Regions from separate parts of the Drosophila melanogaster genome. Here region 2 is linked to region 1. Evidence: chromatin contacts called from public Hi-C data. All regions are on one chromosome and are shown on one strand. The core of a region is the stretch at or near the end of the contact, and the rest is flanking DNA. Distances in the headings are between cores, read along the strand shown.

What was found. Hi-C and Micro-C count contacts between places; a contact is called where the count stands out from the background.
Region 2: a Hi-C map of the S2 cell line shows a contact between it and region 1, with 3 times the contacts expected there. The contact joins the promoter of CG12795 here to the promoter of Chd1 in region 1. A contact is called at or near these places in 47 of 107 Hi-C or Micro-C datasets (the Clone 8 cell line, the D17-c3 cell line, the Kc167 cell line and 17 more) and 1 of 6 datasets of contacts at active chromatin or transcription factors (the Kc167 cell line).

Annotation. Positions count from the first base shown.
Region 1 is chr2L:2,986,150-2,989,202 of dm6, forward strand. It overlaps Chd1 (Chromodomain-helicase-DNA-binding protein 1), which reads right to left and starts at 1,574. Exons shown (of 7, transcript NM_001273046.1): 1 at 1,363-1,574; 2 at 1. The coding sequence starts at 1,371. It overlaps Bem46, which reads left to right and starts at 1,967. Exons shown (of 5, transcript NM_058024.4): 1 at 1,967-2,234; 2 at 2,288-2,529; 3 at 2,591-2,932; 4 at 3,010-3,053. The coding sequence starts at 2,096.
Region 2 is chr2L:3,451,029-3,454,081 of dm6, forward strand. It overlaps CG12795, which reads left to right and starts at 1,438. Exons shown (of 3, transcript NM_001103604.2): 1 at 1,438-1,643; 2 at 1,712-2,250; 3 at 2,401-2,727. The coding sequence starts at 1,589. The coding sequence ends at 2,568. It overlaps Snx1 (Sorting nexin 1), which reads left to right. Exons shown (of 5, transcript NM_134933.2): 3 at 1-215; 4 at 273-425; 5 at 489-1,078. The coding sequence ends at 539. It overlaps Cog3 (Component of oligomeric golgi complex 3), which reads right to left. Exons shown (of 8, transcript NM_134935.3): 8 at 2,669-3,053. The coding sequence ends at 2,895.

The DNA of each region.
Region 1 (3,053 bases), core at 324-2,823:
CCTGGTCAGATGAAAAGTAATTTCAAAATCAATCTAGGTTGAAGATCAATCAATCTTAGTTAAAGATAAACCGTCGGATACGAAAAGGTTGAAGTAACACACCGGCTCTGGGCCAGCCAATCCTGGCCAGAAATTGTGAGTACAGAGTGCATCGAAATTGGCATAACATGTTTAATATTCCCCTTATTCAGCTCCTTAGAAGTAAGGAATGGGTTACACAATCACTGAACTATAGGCAACGACTTAAAGTGACATTTTAAAACAAGAAGATGGCTCAATCCTGTCCAGAGTGAGGTCGCACTTTAGATTCCACAAAAGCCTGGTAAAACCACGGAAAACTTCGAAAACTTGGCTCTTGGGCCGTGCTGAACAGATTATAAAACAAAACGGCGTGAAGAAACTTTCATAAAACGCACTCTCATGGCTTACACAGGACTAATCCTCTCCAGAAATTTGTTTATGGCAGTTTTTGGCCAAAAAGGGTAAAACAAAATGTATTGCGTTTTGTAGTTCCAGGAAGCACACGACAGAAGCACATGACTACTTTGAAGAGAACGCGGTAATCACACGACACTTCTTCCTGGTGATTAGAAACCCGGATATCCTTAGAAACAAGCGGGAAATCGATGTTCTGGGCGGGATCTTTCCCTGAAAAAGGCACAAAACTGTGGAAATAGGAATGGCAAAGCGGAAAAAATTATTTTTAATCATTGTATCTGTCGAAAAGAGGAGGAATTTAAGGAAAATTATTGCTGGTAGCCTTTTGGCGGGCTCGAAAATCCCTGGAATTTGGTCAGAAGTACAAGAGAGGAAACTTTGCACCTAGCCATTTCTGATTACGTAATCGGTGAAAATTTTCCATTTTATCGAAAAAGGAAGGAAATCCATGGAAATTACAGGATTTTAACAGCCGCTATTGATAAAAACAAACAGAAATTCTTGAATTTGAGTAGAATTTGCGAAAATGGGTACCCAATGGATTTCCACAAAATCCACCTTGGCTGCCACGTTGAAGCCTTGGGAACTGTCAGGCACTGTCGGAAGGATGAAACACTCTCGGAATAGTGGAGAAATAAATCCTTTTATCCAAATGCTCCGCCAGCAGCCGCACGGCCAGTCATCAAAGTGTAGGTGTCTCGCGACGAGGGGACTTCTACAGACTTCGTTGCTGAGCAGCCACGCCCACAAAACTGAGCGATTGCCTTGTGTGTAGCATTTGATTTACGTTTTTACTCACACGACAGCCTGGATCAAACTGTTTTGACTTGTCTGGTTTCAAATGATATAAGAAATTCATAGTTTTTCCGATTTTTCCACACACACCGATGTTTGACAACCACAGCTTTTTCAAGGCCTACTCACCTGGCTCATTATATTGTCGTGGTAGCACACACAGTTGCCTTGTAGCGCTCATTAAATACAGGGGGCTCACTTGCATGCGGTCGCTGGCGAATGTTTATGTTTTTCCCGCTGCCCACTTGTTTTGAAATGCACTTTTTCGAAACAAAATGATCGTTTTTCACGTTTTACTCATGCGACGCAGCAGAAATCTTTCCACCATCTTGAATTAGTGGGACCGTGCGTGCTGCAGTAGAGATGGCACACCGCGCGACAGTGATGATGCGGGATATATCGCTTGCATAATAATATAAAACATGTACAACATTTATATAAATATAAAATAAAGTAAATAGAGTCATGAATTGAATTTATATTGATATTATATATTCCTTTTCATAGGCATAAAATTATTAAATGTAGCGTTTCAAGTTATCCAGAATATGTCAAAAAGAAATAAACTACTTAATTACTTGACTGATTTTATTTTATGAGTTGAATGTTGAGTTGAACGATATTTAATAATTTTAGTAGTAGTAGTTCATTATAGCCACATGATCACAACCTTATCGGGGTCGCTGATCGTCAGTAGTTACTGTACTGCGTTATCGATAACTTTTCGCACTGCACAGGTGTCTTGGAAATCAGCTGTGGGCGGTGTACAATTACAAATCGTTTGTGTTGCTGGCGCTGGAATTGATGCAATTTAATTAAATTAGAGCGTTGGACATGTAGCGCAGCTGGACCACAGGCGAACATGAAAGAAGTGGGCATCGCTCTGCCCAAGTCCCGCGGCGTGGGCGTGGGAGTACTCGCTGCCTTCCTGTTGTGCTTCATTTTCTACTATTTCTACGGCGGTTACATGACGTTGGCACTCTTCGCTGGGATCATCCTGCGTACGTATTCTGCTTCAGACCAGTCATTCGTCACTAAGTGCCTGCCCTTGCAGTGATATTCTACTATGCCCAGGACCTGCTTCTCTACCATCCGGACTTGCCAGCCAACTCCCGCATTTACATACCCATTCCGACAATGCACAACCTGCCGCACATTACGGTCAGCATCAAGACACCCGACGATGTCACTCTGCACGCCTTCTGGGTTACCCAACCGGAGGAGCGCTCCAAGTCGTCGCCCACGCTGCTCTACTTCCACGGCAACGCTGGCAACATGGGACACCGCATGCAAAACGTAAGGGGAGCGCCAATTCTGATAACGACATTACTTTACAATTCTCTGACACGCTTCTCAGGTGTGGGGCATCTACCACCATCTGCACTGCAATGTTCTGATGGTGGAATACCGCGGATATGGCCTATCCACCGGTGTACCCACCGAGCGGGGTCTGGTCACCGACGCCAGAGCGGCCATTGACTACCTGCACACCCGCCACGACCTGGACCACTCGCAACTGATACTTTTCGGACGCTCCCTGGGCGGAGCTGTGGTGGTCGACGTTGCAGCCGATACCGTATATGGACAGAAGCTAATGTGCGCTATTGTGGAGAACACTTTTAGCAGCATACCGGAAATGGCCGTGGAGCTGGTGCATCCCGCTGTGAAGTATATACCAAATCTATTATTTAAGAATAAGGTGGGTAGTCGTCGCCGGTTGAGCCCTCTGTTTACTTTATCTCATTACCACATTATTGTTTGTTGTTTCACATGCAGTATCACTCCATGAGCAAGATAGGCAAGTGTTCGGTTCCCTTTTT
Region 2 (3,053 bases), core at 188-2,687, 460 kb after region 1:
AGGCCAATTCGGACTTCTTCATTCTGGCCGAGTTTATCAAGGATTACCTGGGCCTGTTTGGCGCCATCAAGTGCATTTTTCATGAGCGCGTCAAGGCTTTCCAGAACTGGCAGTACGCACAAATGCAGTTGTCCAAGCGGCGTGAGAACCGTGGACGCTTCGAGCTAGCCAATAGGGCGGACAAGCTGGATCAGGCCCAGCAGGAAGTGGACGAGGTGAGTGGGGCAAGTAATTTACGATTTTCCCAATGAGTCATTTTTTGAATTTTGCAGTGGCAGGGAAAGGTTCAGCGCTGTCAGCAGCAGTTCGACGACATTTCGGCGGAAATTAAGCGTGAGATGGAGCGTTTCGAATTGACCAGAGTTAAAGACTTTAAAGTAAACATTATCAAGTATATAGAAGACCAAATGGCGCATCAGCAACAGGTAGATAGCCATATTCCCATACCGTGAACCCACTTATTGCTAACGATTCTCGTTGCTTTTCAGATCGTCAGCTATTGGGAGGCCTTTGCTCCGTTTGCCCGCGAAATCGTTTAACTTTTATTCCGATTATCGTTGCATTTCCAAAAACTTTTGCATAACCAACAGCTATGCGCGCTATTAACTAATTCTGCGGGACCAAATTCGATCTTAATCTTGCGATTTGGAGCTACAACTTCGCCTTAAGCACTTATCTTGCAATTTGCCGCCGAAGCTCGTATTTTTTGGGAAACTGCTTCCGATTCCTCTCAAGCATTTCGCGATGCATTCACAATGCCTCTATCTCTTTATTCGTACACAGTAATTATTATCAGAAAGCTGAAAGTTTGCTACAGACCCAGGGATCTGCGTATTCTCATTCAAAAATTGTATTCGGTATTATCTAAAACAAAGCCATGGATCTAGTTAGTTAGTTGAAAGTGAAGAAGACTCATTGGCAATTTCCAAATTGAAGTTTATACCATTATTATTGGGAAATGGGTTTCCCTGTTTACTGTTGGTATAATTATGTATTTATATATATATATTCCAATTAAACATTTTGTATCATGACAAACAGAGCATTTCAACAATAAATTTGTAAATATGTATAGATGTAAATATTTTGGTGTTGTTTTGTACATATTCGTAGATTGCCTGATTAATTATATGAATATTTCCACCTTTTTTGGAATATTTTCGAAAAGGAAAGAATTCTGCGATTCAATATCAAAGTAAATCTTCAGTGCAGTAATAAATAGGATGAAGCAACTGGCTTTAAAATCTTCAATATCATAAATTTAGATTTGTTGATATTTATAAATATGTAGATCAAGAAAAGAATATTCAAACTGTTTTTACGAAACTTAAAATTAATAATTTTAAATTAATTATATATTTTTTGCCAGCAATGGTGTTCTGGTATTTTTGTAACACTGCATTTTCGTAAGGGAGTATTCCTCATAACCTGCCCTACGGTCACACCGAACACAACAAAAAGAAATAAGTGTTTAGTCATTTACAATCTCATTTGTTTCTCGAAGTTTTCCCAATAACAACCATATATAGCATCCGAAGCAACGTGTCTGCTTAGTGTAGAGGAAAACAGTAACCGGAGAAGTACAATCATGGAATTTCCACACTTGGGACAGCACTGCAGTGAGGCAACGTGCAACAGATTGGGTAAGATCGAATGCCATACGCCAACCAGGAAGCAGAAGCTAATTGAATTAAGTTCCATCCACGTCCAGATTTTCTGCCCGTTAAGTGCGACTCGTGCGACAAGGTCTTCTGCGCCTCTCACTACAGCTACGACCGCCACAGCTGTCCAGGAGCCTACAAGAAGAACGTTCAGGTGCCCGTCTGCCCACTGTGTCGGGAGCCCGTGCCCACGCCACCCGGAGTGGAGCCCGATGTCACTGTTGGCCAGCACATTGACCAGCAGTGCAAATCGGAGAGCAAGAAGATCTACACCAATCGCTGCAATGCCAAGGGCTGCAAGCGAAAGGAGCTCATCCCGGTGACCTGCTCGCAGTGTCGCTTGAACTTTTGCCTGCGTCATCGACACACCAGCGACCACGACTGCAAGCCAGTGCCTGCATCTTCGACAACGTCCAGCCGTGGGGGATTTCAGTCCATATTCAAGACCTCCTCGGACTCACGATCCATGGCTGCCCAGGCGGCCGAGAGAAGGCAGAACAGAAGGCCCGCGAGCAATAGCATCAGCAATACCAATTCCAGACCTCGACCTGTGCAGGCCACACAAGTACAAAACATACAGGGCAATATGGTGAGTTGGCAAGCTGGTCTCAACTAATCATCTAGACCGTTTTAGACTTTATCAAACTTTATGACTCCATGATTGAAATACTGGTCATGAGTCATCTAGACCGTTTTAGACTTCATCAAAGTTTATGAATACATTATTGAAAACTTGCAGAGCGAAGACGAGGCCCTAGCACGAGCACTAGCCTTATCCATTATGGAGCAGGATGACGCGGCGGAAAGCAACCGTCAAGCTCCGGCACCAAGCAACGCCCAGCAAGTGGCTGTTGGCGGTGGTGGCAATCAGCAGGGAAATGGCAAGGACAAGTGCCTGCTGTCCTAGGTCCCAGGAGGCAGCGCAGCGAGCTCTCAACATATCCATCACTTGACCAGCAGCTAGAAATCTGCCCAATTATTAGATGTTAATGAAACTCCGTTATTGTAATTTGTTGGTAATTTACTTCGACTTCGTCACATTCTTCGTGGTTTAGCAAAAATAAATTAATGTTAAGTCTACATTTGGAAAGCGTAGATAGTTTTTAACACGGATCTTTAAAGGGAAATAAGGGAATCGACCCTATTGCGAACAGATCTTAATCAGATAAATATGATACAAGGCTTAGCTACATAAATAGATACACGATTATAGTTATACAGATACATTGCAAATTATTCGGAATTGGCCTGCGTTTGCGTTTCCGTCACTTCCTCCTCCTCGATCTTGGCAGGAGGTTGTACTTCTGCGGGCACCACTTCGATCTGGCCAGCGACTTCTTCAACTTTTGGCTCCTCCACAAGTTCAGATTTGTTGGACATCGCGCTTAGCTT